Regions from separate parts of the Anser cygnoides genome. Here region 2 is linked to region 1. A link is a contact called in public Hi-C data. All regions are on one chromosome and are shown on one strand. The core of a region is the stretch at or near the end of the contact, and the rest is flanking DNA. Distances in the headings are between cores, read along the strand shown. Region 1 holds the start of HABP2 (hyaluronan binding protein 2). Region 2 holds the start of TCF7L2 (transcription factor 7 like 2).

Region 1 (6,455 bases), core at 3,499-5,998:
TCCTGCTCGCGGCGGGTCCGCAGGGACGGGGGACGAAGCTGGAAGAACTGGCGGAGAGCAATTTTAAATTTTATGACTTTAGGCTCGTAAAAAAAAAAAAAAGAAACCCTGCAAAAACAAGATCCAGGAGAGACATTTTATGTGGGTACTGGCGCGTTGCTGAGTGTGGAGCCGATTACATTTATAGGGTTCCTAAAAAAAATGGTGGAAAAATGGCTGAAATTCAAAATCTCCTAATTTCACCTGACCTTTGTTGTCATTATCATTGCAATAATTAGCACTTCACCAAATCTTTGTTTCTCCAAAGAGCCATCAAACTTTGCTAACTGGGCTTTGTACAAAGGTTAAACACTGCAGATACAGGATACTCTCCATTTTTCCATTTCAACCCCTCAGGAAAGGAAGACTATTGAAATATAATAGATTTCAAACAGCAGCGCCAGAACCAGGAGCTTTCTTGGTCTCAGGACAGAATCCTACAGCTCCAGCTCTGACAAAAATGTCCAGTTAATCTCTGGCAATTCTTTCTGAATAAAGCCAGGAAGATTTGACCCTAAATTCAAGGGAAATTATTTACAGCTGCCAAGGGCATTCTGCAGTTGAACTGTTGATTGTGTCTCGGGTACATTTGCTACCCCTTATTACAATCAAAATGAATAATTAAAACACAAACGCAGGTGGAGAAACAGGGAGCACAAAGGTGACAACCCAGGGTTAGGCTGTGGATTTACATGTGTGCAAACCAGAAGTAATTCCAGAGCAAATAATGTACTTATTTGAGCTGCTGTGGCAGACTAGCAGAGGGACAAAACCTGCCCCTGTACACGCACATAATTCCCAACAAAAGCTCTACAGGAGTTCAAAAATTCAGCTACCTTGGCATGAATCGGCCTGCACGCTTAATTGCACTGCATCGTGGCAATTCTCCTGCAACTTGCCACGGAGCAGCCTCCGCAGCAGCAGCACAAACGTCGCCCCTTTCCCCTGCGCCAGCACGGCTTTGCAGCCGAGGAGGCGGTGGCACGGGGCTGCGTAGGAGGACGAGGACGGCTATTTGATCAACTTCCATCCACAACTGACATCCGGCACGAAGGAGCCACGAGGGCAGGCACAACTACTGCCTTTTCCTCGTGAACCCCTTGATCCTGCTGACAGCTCTCAGTGGGAACCTTTGTCTGGGCTGCTCGCCAAAGGAGGAGGGAATCGACGGTTCTGATGCTCTTACAATCGGCCAGATTTTTGCCTGCAACCATCTTGGATAGTGACAGTCTTTGAACTTCAAGGGAAAGTGGCTTTTCCAGCAATGACATTATATTTCTCAGCCAAGGCGATGGCTGAAGCATAATGAAAGCAGGGCACATTATCATCTGGAGCACACATGCAGCACATGTTGTATTTTTAGCCTGGGAAACCGTTCCCTTAAAGGATTCCACCAAAACCTCTGAGTTCTTCACCTCTCTGCTAGCAAGCCATCTCCTGCCTCCCGCTGAACTGCAGCGTTTGCCTCAGAGTAGGTGGCACGCTCCTTATTGACCAGTCCCGGGACACCCAGGGAAGTTCACATGCAATGTCTTTATTTCCCTGATTATTTGGTTGCGAACCTTTCCTGAGGTAGCACCTGACACAGTAACCACTGGACCCAGCACAAGAACAGCCGCACGGCCCTCGCAGGTGCTGCAGAAACCAGCCAGGTTCCCCACACAGGCGCGACCTGCTCCTGCTTTCCAAGAGATCAAAGTTTTCAAGTTAATCTTTGCACTGTGGGAGATGGCTTGCTAGCAGCTGGCTGGTTTTAAAGTTGCTCATTCGTGGACGAGGTGTGCGTGGGCTCCCCGGTGGAAAACAGAGCCAGCCTCGGATGCCAGAGCAAGGGGAAGCTCCAAAATCTGCTCCAAGGGGGCTGCACGAGCCAGAAATGTCGCACTGACGCATGCGCCGTGTTATCAAACGCTTCGGCAGCCGGTGCCAGGCTCGCAGGTTATGCTGCTAGACTTAAAGCTTATGCAAAGTCATTAAGTCCCTTTAGTTCCAGGGGATATCAACCTGCACGCTTCAGGGCATAAGCTGATTGCCTTGGGGGGCCAGAGAGGCGCGCGTCCCTCCCGGAGCGCGCGGTGCACAATTAGCTGGGGGCGCTCCCAGGGCTTCCTCGCTTTTTGCTGCATCAGGAAAATTTAGGCGAGCGCTGCAGAAGGGCATTGCACCTAGTGGGGTGCAAATGGAGAGGTGTTTGTCAGCACTCGCTCCTCTCTGCAGTGGTTTGGTCGTGGCGCAGGGGAGCATAAGGACCTCAGAGGAGAGGTGCAGTGATGGGGAGAGGGTGAGGGGAGCAGAAATGAGAGTTTGCTACAGGGACGGATCCATGAATGGGTAGAAACACCGCCATAAGATGTCAGAGAGACACCTGGGGTCTTTTCACCCTAAAATATGGTTTTCCAAGCACTGCAGACATGGAAAGACCTGTGCTGCTGATAACAGCCTCGCATGTGCTGTGGGCGAGCTAGGAGATAGGCATTGATAAGTTTTCTTTGCAGTTATTAATATATTAGAATTAATCTTAATCTTAACTTTAATCCTTCCCATTCTGTTCCTATGTGCACTCAGTTATTGGCCTGGACATGGCTGGTGACTTCAAAACACCTCCATCACTACGAAGCAGGCATCGATTTTCCAAAGTTCCAAAATATTCAGTGAATGACCACTTCTGTTGCTCCAAGTCCTGCCCTTCCCAACAAAAACTGGGAAGACCTGTCACATCTGAAGACAATCTTTTGTACAGTTGCATCTTAAATGTTAAAGTAAAGGAGCAAGTTTTGCTTTTACTTGCATTCATGGTGCATTTTCATGCATCATGGAAATAATTTGGATTCATTCCAGTGAAACCACTTTCTCCTCAGAATATGAAAGACCAAATGGACATCGTCGCCTTACAGCCCTCCTCCAAACCCTCTGGATCCATAAATATCCCAGCTCTTTTCTGTCCTATTTTGACTGACTTAATATGAGCTACTGTCTAAATCTGTATTCGACTTCTGCTATATTACACCAATAACACTTAGTAAGAGGAGTGTTACAAGAGGGGTGTTACTTATAAAAACTCCTAAAACCATATTTAAATAAAACTGAGAATGGTGAAAAGAGATAGTATGGGAAAGAGTGATGGAAACAGGAATGGAGGGGGGAGGTCCACAATCAATGTGCAAACTCTGTTACTTTCTCATTCAAAATATTTCAGTGTAAATTCTTCTTTGGAACAAATCATTAAGGCAAAATGTCCTCTCAAAACATGTTTGTCATGCAATGGTCACGTCACAGAGACTCATTCCCCTCTTTTTTTTTTTTCTTTTTTTTTTTTTCTGGGATTCATGCCAAGTGCTAAGCCAGAAACCTTGTTATATTAATTATGAAGAAAAAACATGTTTTATTAAAAACTAGCCTGCTGAATATTCTGTCGTGCTGCTTTTCAGTGACAGCAGAATTGCTTTTGCATTTTAGCAATGTTAATGAATTTTCAGGACTGGGGGAGACATGCACTGCATTTTCCACAGCAATATGTAGACCAGAATCAGAAAAGGCTTGTCAAAGCAAACGAATTAATCTAATACTTAGAGCTACTCAGGAAAATCCGTGCAAGACTTCACATTGTCGAAGACTGCACCTACACCTGCCTCGCTGAGTGTGAATTAACAACCCAATTTATCGTGGGCTGATTTATATCAGACTGGGTTCCCACGACATCTGAGGACTGACACTGAGCTGCTCTAGAACTGATCCTCCCATAAGCTGTCATGTGTTGGTGGATCAAGTATGCCACATCCACTGCTGCCAGTGGATGGATAGTCCCGATTATACGCTAATTAATAAAAACCCTAGCGTGTCGCAAAAATAACTGCTTATAAACTCCCCAAGCTCTTCAAAAGGATTCATCACCTATTAAAGCCCCTCACTACATATTTTTCCCAAAGGACTCAATTTGAACATGTCAACATCTAAAATTTTGAAATTAATTTCAGTAAATACGAAATCACCGTACATAGGAATTGGCATTATAAAGCGGGAGTTTGAGGGTACCTGGAAGTCTTTCACGAGAAAATCTACTTGATTGCGGTGCTTGGAGAAACAAAAGAAATATTTTTAAAACTGAGTTGCAACTTTGCTTTGGTACAAGCCATTCTTTCATTCTTCCCTGAAGATGAGCTGAAGAGACTTGGGGCAGTACTGCCAGCCCTACCCACGCAGGGCTCTGCCTTGCTTTGCTGGACATTTTGCTGCTAACACACCTCTAGAGTTAAGAGCAATGACCACTCAGCCATCTGAAATGTATGGCTGGGATAAATTTTACCTTCAAACAAAGATGTTGCAAAACCTCCCAGCCCGAGCCTGAGCTGTTCAACCTGTGAGCCTGTCCTCACGGCAGCTGTGGTGGCTGCATTAGCGCATGGGGCACCGCACTGTGAGCGCCCACGTTCAGCCCAGGACCATCCCCATGCCCTGCCTGGGGACAAGGTAGGTGGGCAGTCCCTGCTCCTTACCCTCTCCAGCTGCCCAGGAAGGATTCAGCAAGGTACAGGACTGGTATGCAACAAGTAAAGCGAAATAAAACCATACTCACGCACAAATGTGTGTTCCCTAGGAAAAGGATCAGTGGAAGAACCTGAAGGGACAAAGCGCCGTTAGCCATCCTTGCACTGCTCTATTTGTTGTGAAATTAGCTTTTTTCTTGTTGCCTATGTTTTTTCAGACGAGGCACAATCATTTGAGGGTGAGCTAATTCAGCACAAATAATTAACTGTGCTTCAAATATTGTTTAATGTTCAACAGATTGCCCTGATCAAATAAGTGCATCCTGTCCAGATAATCACCGCATTGGCTACTGGTAAATGTTCCAAACCAGTAACTATCCAACCTGGAAACAGTATAAACTAATGGCAAAACAAAGAATTTTTCTTGTATTAGAAATATTTTTCTTCTGTTATTGTCATTTTAAATAGGTAGGAGTCAGAGTTGTTTCTGTCCCCTCCACCTGAAAATATAGTGAGATCCAGTTAAAAATTATAAGATTTTTAGAAACAAGAAAACATGCTTTTTATTATTTTCTAAGTTTCAAACATCAAGGCTCATGTTCTCAAGAATTTTTCCACAGATTTGAGAACTTGAGATCCATTTTTTGATAAAAACTGAAATTCTCAATTAACCCCCAGTGTCTAGAAGCTGAAGCATTTACAATGGTGGCAACTGAGGGAATCACAATACAAGAACAAACAACCCCCTATTACAGAAATGCCATCAGTTTTTTTTACTGATCAGATCTTGTTTGTGCAACATGTTAAGAGAGAAGTGAAAAGATATACTCTTCTCCCAAATAATTTAAAGGCCAAGAGGATGAAATCCAGCAGAAATATAGTGCTTTGAGATCACAGCCCACTTTCACAGGGAAGTCCCTGGTAATATGTTTTCTCCGTGTTTATAAAGCTGAGCACATTCCACACCACCAGGAGGAAAAGAATATGATTGCCTGTTGGAAGGACTTGAGTAGTGTACAGTAAATATAACAGGGAGAGGGCATCCACATGTTGAATATGAGGAAGAAAACAGTGAAATCATGAGGACCTCAAGCTTTCCCACCCTGAACGATATTTTTCCTGGTGAAAAAAGGTAAGATGTGAGCACTCGATTACAGACTCTGTGGCAAGTGCTAAAAGTTGGATGCCAGGGAACCCTCCTTCTGATGATTGCTCACTTTGGGGCCTGAGCATCATGAGGTAGCTTTCATACATCAGGAAATAAACAAAGAATTTAAGTATGATAATTATGCCACACGTGCATAATTTAAGCAGGTGCCTACAAGCAAAACGTGTTTGAGATTTAGTATGTTGGTGGCCACACATTCAGGTTTGAGAGATTCCAGATTCTTTAACTAGTTGGAAAGACAGCAAGATGAAAGGAGTTAGATAATGCACAACTTTATGTAATGTGTCCTTGAGTAAGCTGATTTGCACTGAATTTTAATAGAGCCCTGATTCATCAAATCTCAAACAGAATTAAGGTATGGACTGGATCCTAATAACATCATGCTTTATATCCATGAAAGATAAATTAAAGGATGCAAAACTGCTATTGACAAACATTGATTATATGTACTTTGATGGACTTTGAAGTTGTGCCAGATGCGTCTTGTCAGCCTCCAAAGTTTTCTTTTAAATCTCATTGCATAAGGCTTTTACTTTTTAATTATTTTTTTCCCTCAGCCTCTTTGATCAAGAAAAAATGTAGATCATATTTGCGTGATGCTATTTCCTATGCATTTTATTTAGATATGCCCTAGTGCACAGCTCATGATATGTAAAAAACATTGCATGGCACCTAGTAATCTAAACCTGTTATCCTGGGTGCTTTTTAACACTTAATTGACCTTCTCAAGCTGCTGAGTGAAATCTGTCTATGTGCAGAGTGTT
Region 2 (6,574 bases), core at 2,926-5,425, 400 kb after region 1:
TACTTGCTCTAAAACTCGACAGATATGGCTTCTGAAAAAACTACATAAATAAAAATAAAATTCAAAATTATGCAGAATTATCTCTACCTTTTCAATACGTATTTAAAAAAACAGGACAGAGAACGATCTAGTTCGTCTGGAAATTAAAACTGGCACAGCACAGAACCAGAATCCACCTAAAAACAGTGTGACAGACAACTGCTATCCCGCTTAATCTTCATAATATTCTGCTCTCAGGCCTAAATAAATAACTTTAATTTTTCTAGGCTACAATTAAGTTGTCGGCAAACAAATAAGCACAGAGAATGTGAAAGAATAAGGTTAAGAAGATGAGAGAAGGTTGCTGGAGCCTGGATGTGGAAATAAGAAAATTGCCTATTGAGTGTGGAAATATCCTTTCAGAACCCATCTGATAACAGAAGAAGGCCACCTGCTATACCAACAATAAACCAACGTGTCATCTTTTGTACAGTACCTTTAATTCACACAAACACGACATTCCTATGGAGGCCTTTTTAACTGTGGGGGAGCAAGGGGAGGAAGAATATTTCCAGGCAAGCTAACTGCTGAAGGATCCTGTCTTTACATGCTAGGGGAAAAAGGATCTAATAAAGGTAATGAGTAAAAAGAAGGGAAAAAAAATAAATCAAAAACTATAGCTGCACATAAAAATGCTTTTAGAAGAAGAAGCCGAGGTGTTCTTCCTATTAACCTACACTTGGAAGAGGGGGATGCATTTCAGGCAAAAAGAAGAGGGAAAAAAAAAAAAAAAAAGGAAGCCAAAGCTCACAAATTGGAACAAAGTAATTTGTGACAAAGATTGCTTTGCCATCTGGATCCTAGTGCTTCGAGATTTTGGAATTTATCACCATCATCCATACACATAGGGGTGACCGGATTCGAAAGAAAAAAAATATAATGCACCCAGCCCCTGCATTCCCCTCCCCATCATTACAGTTGCAAACTGCAGTTACCCCCGTGCTACCGTCCCAGAAATCACCTCCTTGCCAGAGGAGCCTCGCGGGCTACCAAAACGCAGCACTGCCACATCCCGAACTCGGGCAAAAAGTCACAAAATCCCCCTTACATCTCCGTCACTCCGCATTCACCGAGCTGCTCTGCTGACGTTTGGCTAAGTGGAAACAAGGCTGACCCGATGTTTAATATTTTAATGCTTTAAAACACTTGTAGATCTGATACACTGGAGTTGTCCAAGCCCTCAGTCATTAGCGTGGCTTCAACATCCCCCGAACAGTAGATCTATTATTGTAAATCGCTATCTCGTGTTACCACAAGGCAAAAAAAAAAAAAAAAAAAGTGTATAAACACACATGGGGATGGTGGGGACGCTTCGGAGTTTGAAGCACCCAGGAGAAGCAAAACAGCGAGGCTAAGCCCACCGACAGGAGCGAGCAGCGATTTGTAGTCCCACTGGATTTAACAGTTTCAGCTAAGAAACCAGAGAGGGCAAAATAAGGGAAAGAAAACTCTTCAGAGAGAGGAGGCTCCACGCGAGGAACCTGCTGTCAGAGCACAGCACACAGCTGATGGCACCAGGCTGGGGAGAGCGGAAAAACAGCTGGGACTACAAACCCAGCAGCACACCCCAAAGTTTACCAAGACCCTGGGGTCTCGGAGCTGGAAGCGGCTCTCCCTCCGCTCCCCCCACACACAGGCACGCGGCCCTAGCTTAGAAACTAATTAAAACCAAGGAAACAACACGGATAAAAAGAAAGGAAACAAGGAGGAAAAGACGCTTGCAGCACAGTTCTTGCCAGCGTGCTCGCGGGAGGCAGTTCTGCTCGACTCTTTTGGGGGGGTTTTTTTTTGGGGGGGGGGCCGTGCCGGCTCCTGGCCCAGGCGGTTCCCCCCCGGGCCGCAGCCCCGCGCCCCCCTCCCCGGAGCCGCCCCGGGCCGCTCCCCGCGGCCGCCGCCGGGCTCCCGGCCCCCGGAGCCCCCCCGGGCCGGGCCGGGCGGGGAAGGGGAAGGGGAAGGGAGCCGGGCGCTCCCCGCACAGGCCGGCCGAGGGCAGGAGAGGGTTAAGGGGGAGGAAAGGGGAGGGGGGAGCCGGAGCCGGCCCGGCCGCCGCGGAGGAGGGCAGGAGGCGGCGGGGAGCCCGCGGGGAGCGGCCCTCGGGGGTCCCCCCCTGAGGAGGGGAGGGGGCGGCGGGGGGGGGGGAAGTCAGCATCATCATCAAAAAAAAAAAAAGCAACTTTTTTTTAAAAATTTGTAGTTTACTTTTGAGGCCGGATTGGGCTTTGCTTTTTGTTGCTTTTTTTTTTTTATTTTATTATTATTGTTCCCCCCCCCCCCCCCGACCTCGCACAGCAGGGGGAGGTGACGAGGGGCTCCAGCAAAAAGCGCCCGCAAAACTGAAAGTAAAAAAAAAAAAAAAGGAATAATAAATAAAATAAAAAAGAAACATGGCGAAGTGTAAACAACCCCCTCCCGCCGAGTTCGCAAAGTTTGCGGAGCGGGCTGGGGGGGCTGGGGGGCACCGAAGCGGGGGGGGGGTGCGGGGGGGGGTAGCACCGAGAAGGAAAAAGGCAACTCACCGTTCTGGCCGTCGGAGAGAGCGAGCCGTTGGGCAGATACGGGCTGCTGAGGTCGGGGATCATGATAAAGGGATAACCCGGGTATGGTGGGCCCTTAAACAACCCTCCATCTTGCCTCTTCGCAGCTAACATGGCGGGGGAGACACGAGCGGGGAAGGAAGGGGGCGACAAGGGGGGGGGAAAAAATAAAGGGGAAGGGGGGGGGGGGAAGAGGAAAAACTTTTTTTAGCGGGTGTCCCAAAAAGAGGAGCCCGGCGCCGGGCCGGGCCGGGCCGGGCCGGGGGGAGCGGGGCGCTGCGGGCCCGCCGTACTCACCTTCCTCCAAACTTTCTCGGGATTTATCTCTGAAAGTTTCCGAGCGAGGCGGGGGCCGCCGCTCCGCCTGGGAGCGGGCCGGGGTCGGCAGCGGGGAGATTGGGGACGGGGGGGGGGGGGTATGGGGTTTGTTGGTTTTTTTTTTTAGTTTGGGGTGTGCATTATTTTTTTTTTTCAAGGGGGGGGGAAGGATGAAAGGGAAAGGTTCGGGGAGAAGGTGGGAAGGGGAAGGAGAGCGGGGGAAGAGAGAACAAAACAGAAGGCATCGTTACAAGTTGGTGCCGCGGAGGAAAGTTGGGCGCCGCCGGCAGCGGGACCCGGCGCCCCCGGCCCCGCAGCGCGGCCCCCGCCCGGCCCCGCGGGGGGCTTCCCCCGTACCTCCGAGTCCGAGGAGCTGTTTTGATTCGTTTCTGATTCATTGACGAGAGACGACTTGACATCAGCTAAATCCCTCTCGGCCGAGGAGTTCTCCGAGATCTTCTCCTCCTGCTCCCCTTCGTCTTTGAAAGAGATCAGTTCATCGTTGGCGCCCAGGTCGTCCCCTCCACCGCCGTTCAGCTGCGGCATTTTCCTCCTGGCTCACCCCACCAGCAGCAATTTTGCAAAAAGGGGAAGGGGGGTGATACAAAAAGAAAAAAAAAAAAAAAAAGAGGGGGGAACGGGGAGGGGGGGAAGGAGGGGAAAAAAAAAAAAAAAAAGACCAGGGGAGGGGGAGGAAAGTTTGCACCAAAAAAAAGAAGAGTCCAAGGTGAAAGTTTTTTTTTTTTTTCTTCTTCTCCCCTTCTCTTTCCTCCTGGGGAGGGGAAAAGAGGGAGGAGGAGGGGAGGGAAACGTCTCTTCTTCGCTCCTTTTGCACCAGTGACTTTAGGCTTCTTCCTTTCCTTCTTGTGGATTTTCTCTTTCTTTCTTCCAGGGAGCTGCTCGGCGTGCACGGCGCGCACACGCACTCGCGAAAAATTAACAGTAATAAACCACGGAGCCGGGGGGAGGGGGGTCGGGGGGGGGGGGGGAAGGGAGGGATAAAAAAAAAATAATAATAATAATAACGATAATAATAATGCAACAAACAAACCAAAGAAGTCAGCTGTAACGGGGGGGCAGCCGCCGCGGATACGGGGAGCCCGTGCCGCTCGGGTTTGAGTGAGTTGAAGTTGGACTGAGAGCTTTTCAGTTCAAAGGCGGCGCTGATTGACAGCTAGAAAAAGGGGGGATCGAAATCCGGAGGAACGGAGAAGTCTGGGATCCGGGATTATTGACAGGGAGCGAGAAACACACCAGGCACTTAATGAGATGCAGGAGGGGGCGGGGGCTCCCCGGTGACGTCTGCATAAATAAACAGGGCTGGGGGGGAGGAGGAGGAGGAGGAGGAGGAAGGGGGGAAGTGGCGAAGTAACAATGAGCCTTTGGGGCAGGCGGCGGGAGGGCCGGGGCACCAAGCAAGGGGGGGGGGGGGGGGGGGGCAAAAAAAAATTTTTTTTTTGATATTAAAAAAAAATTTGCACTCCGCTCCAGAGCTGGGGGGGGGGGGGGGAGCAGCCGAGCGGGTGCCCCTGCCCGTGGAGGCACCAACTTTTCCGAGCTGGACGCGAGGAAGCGGAGCATCGCCGCGGGTCCCCGTGCTCCCGGAGCACGGCTGTGGGCACGTGTGGGTGTAGGGCGGTGGGGGGGGGGGTTTAGAACCGTTAAGGTTATTTTTTCTTGCCACTCGTTGGAGCTAAGAAACTCCAATCCTAATAAACATGATACTATAGTAAAAGCCTGCTTTTTTATTATATATATATATTTTTTTAAAGCAGCACTTGCTCCTTGCGTTCATCGCGGTTCTAACACGCAGGATTAAAACGTGCGAGATCACTCGCTGAAGATCAGATATTTCCAAATTGCAGCGAGGCGCGCCGTTCTTTTTTTTTTTTTTGGTGGAAAAAAAGAAAAAAAAAAAAGGAGGAGGAAAAGGAATGTGACTGCTAAGAAGTTAATTAGCATGGCAGGCCGGAGAATCAAGGACTCGCGGACTTCAGAAGCGGAAAGTTGTGGTGGTGGTGGCGTAAACAGCACCCCGGGGAAAGCGAAGCGAAGCGAAGCGAAAGCGGCGCGGGGCGGGGAGCGGGGCCGGGGGTGCGGGGGGCGGCATCTGCTCCGGCGCGGAGGGGAAGGGGGAGACAAATTGAGCTCCTGGCAGGGACAAATTGTAACAATGGGCGAGTCAATTGGCGAGTTGGAGGCGGGCGAGGGACGGAGCGGGGGGAGCAGGACCGTAATTTCGGTGGGAATTGGGGAATCGCCTCGTGGAGCCGGTGCCGGAGAGCGAGGGACGGGCTGTGCTAAAGAATCCAAACATTCCTCGGCAAATCTAACCTGCTGCTCGTACCGAGGGCCGCTGAGCACGCAGGGTTTCCAAAACAAAGCCAATTTGTCATGGAATATTTAGAGAGTTTGGGGGGTTTCGGCTAAACTGTCTTCTCTAAAAAGAATAATAAAAATAATAGTACGGAGATCGACAGGGTAACGCGGATTCTCAGGCATTAAAAAGTTCACATGGAAATTTGCATACTAAAGGGAAAGATGCAGACAAAATAGAAATTAAAAAATCACTGCAACTTACGACTCTAATATTAATCAGTAAAGCAGAAGTAGAGTGAAAGGAAGCATGAAAAGAAGTAAAACAAATGTGTACATTTAATCAGACAGGATTGCATAGGACACAAAGAACGGGGCTAATTAGTCTCAGCAGGTAGGGACTAACCTTCAGACTTCATAAATAAATAAGTCTGTGAACAATGTCTAAGTGGGAATATGGAGACAGAAAAGGGATTATTTCAAGACACCAAGTAAAAACATGAAGAATGAAATACTTTACTGTTAAGTCAGCATACAAATGGATCGAACAGTTTCTTTTTCCACCAGTCCTTTGACTAACTTGCTTTTTACTTTCAGAGATTTTGCTAAATAACTGTCTGTGGGCATGCGCACTTCCCATTGCCCCAGATCACTGCCTCTCCTAACTAGTGGCTTGCAGAATGACACCTTAACAAATATTCTCCATTTTTGTTTTCCTTTTCATTTTTAAAATGCCTTTATATCCCAGAACAATATGAGATTGGAAATACAAATGTGGCAGACTCCTATTTACTTTGCAGGGCCACGTGTTATAATTTGATCCAAATGAACAAAAACAGTTGCACAGTTTTGTTTTGTTTCTCAAAGATCTTTTTACAATCTGCTGTGGTTTTCTTTTTCCATTTTTTTTTTTTTAAACAAGCACACTTTTGCTTCAGTCCCAGCGTGGCTGCTAACTACTTACTGAGCATCATCAAAAGTTGGTGTTCAAGACAGGCCCAGTCCTTGCCCAAAGCTGCTTGCAGAAGTAGGGCCTGATTCTGCAGAGCCTTACACCTGGATGTAGCATTACCGACAGGCTATTTCTGAGGGTGTTGATACCACTGCACTACTCACACAATAATCCTCCTCACTTGAGTAAATGTTGATAGAAGTTGGCTCTGGTGGCCTCCGACTGGCAGGCCCAGAGCTGTGCCCAGCTGTGGCATTACCCCCTGTGCTCACACAGCTGGGGATTTTGTCACAGCAATGGACTCCGAGGAGCCCCAGGAAGGTCTAGGAAACTGCTTTGCAGCTTTCGTGGCAACATCATGTTCTCCATATTGCAAACATTTAGGTTATTGTTTTCAAACTACAGCTTGGTTTCA

What was found. Hi-C and Micro-C count contacts between places; a contact is called where the count stands out from the background.
Region 2: a Hi-C map of liver shows a contact between it and region 1, with 3 times the contacts expected there. The contact joins the promoter of TCF7L2 here to the promoter of HABP2 in region 1. A contact is called at or near these places in 2 of 7 Hi-C or Micro-C datasets (both in liver).

Annotation. Positions count from the first base shown.
Region 1 is chr7:9,300,488-9,306,942 of Taihu_goose_T2T_genome, forward strand. It overlaps HABP2 (hyaluronan binding protein 2), which reads right to left and starts at 4,749. Exons shown (of 13, transcript XM_048060508.2): 1 at 4,613-4,749. The coding sequence starts at 4,681.
Region 2 is chr7:9,700,232-9,706,805 of Taihu_goose_T2T_genome, forward strand. It overlaps TCF7L2 (transcription factor 7 like 2), which reads right to left and starts at 4,176. Exons shown (of 13, transcript XM_067000947.1): 1 at 3,249-4,176; 2 at 2,871-2,937; 3 at 2,556-2,680. The coding sequence starts at 3,437. It overlaps LOC136791249 (a long non-coding RNA gene), which reads right to left. Exons shown (of 3, transcript XR_010832857.1): 3 at 5,100-6,574.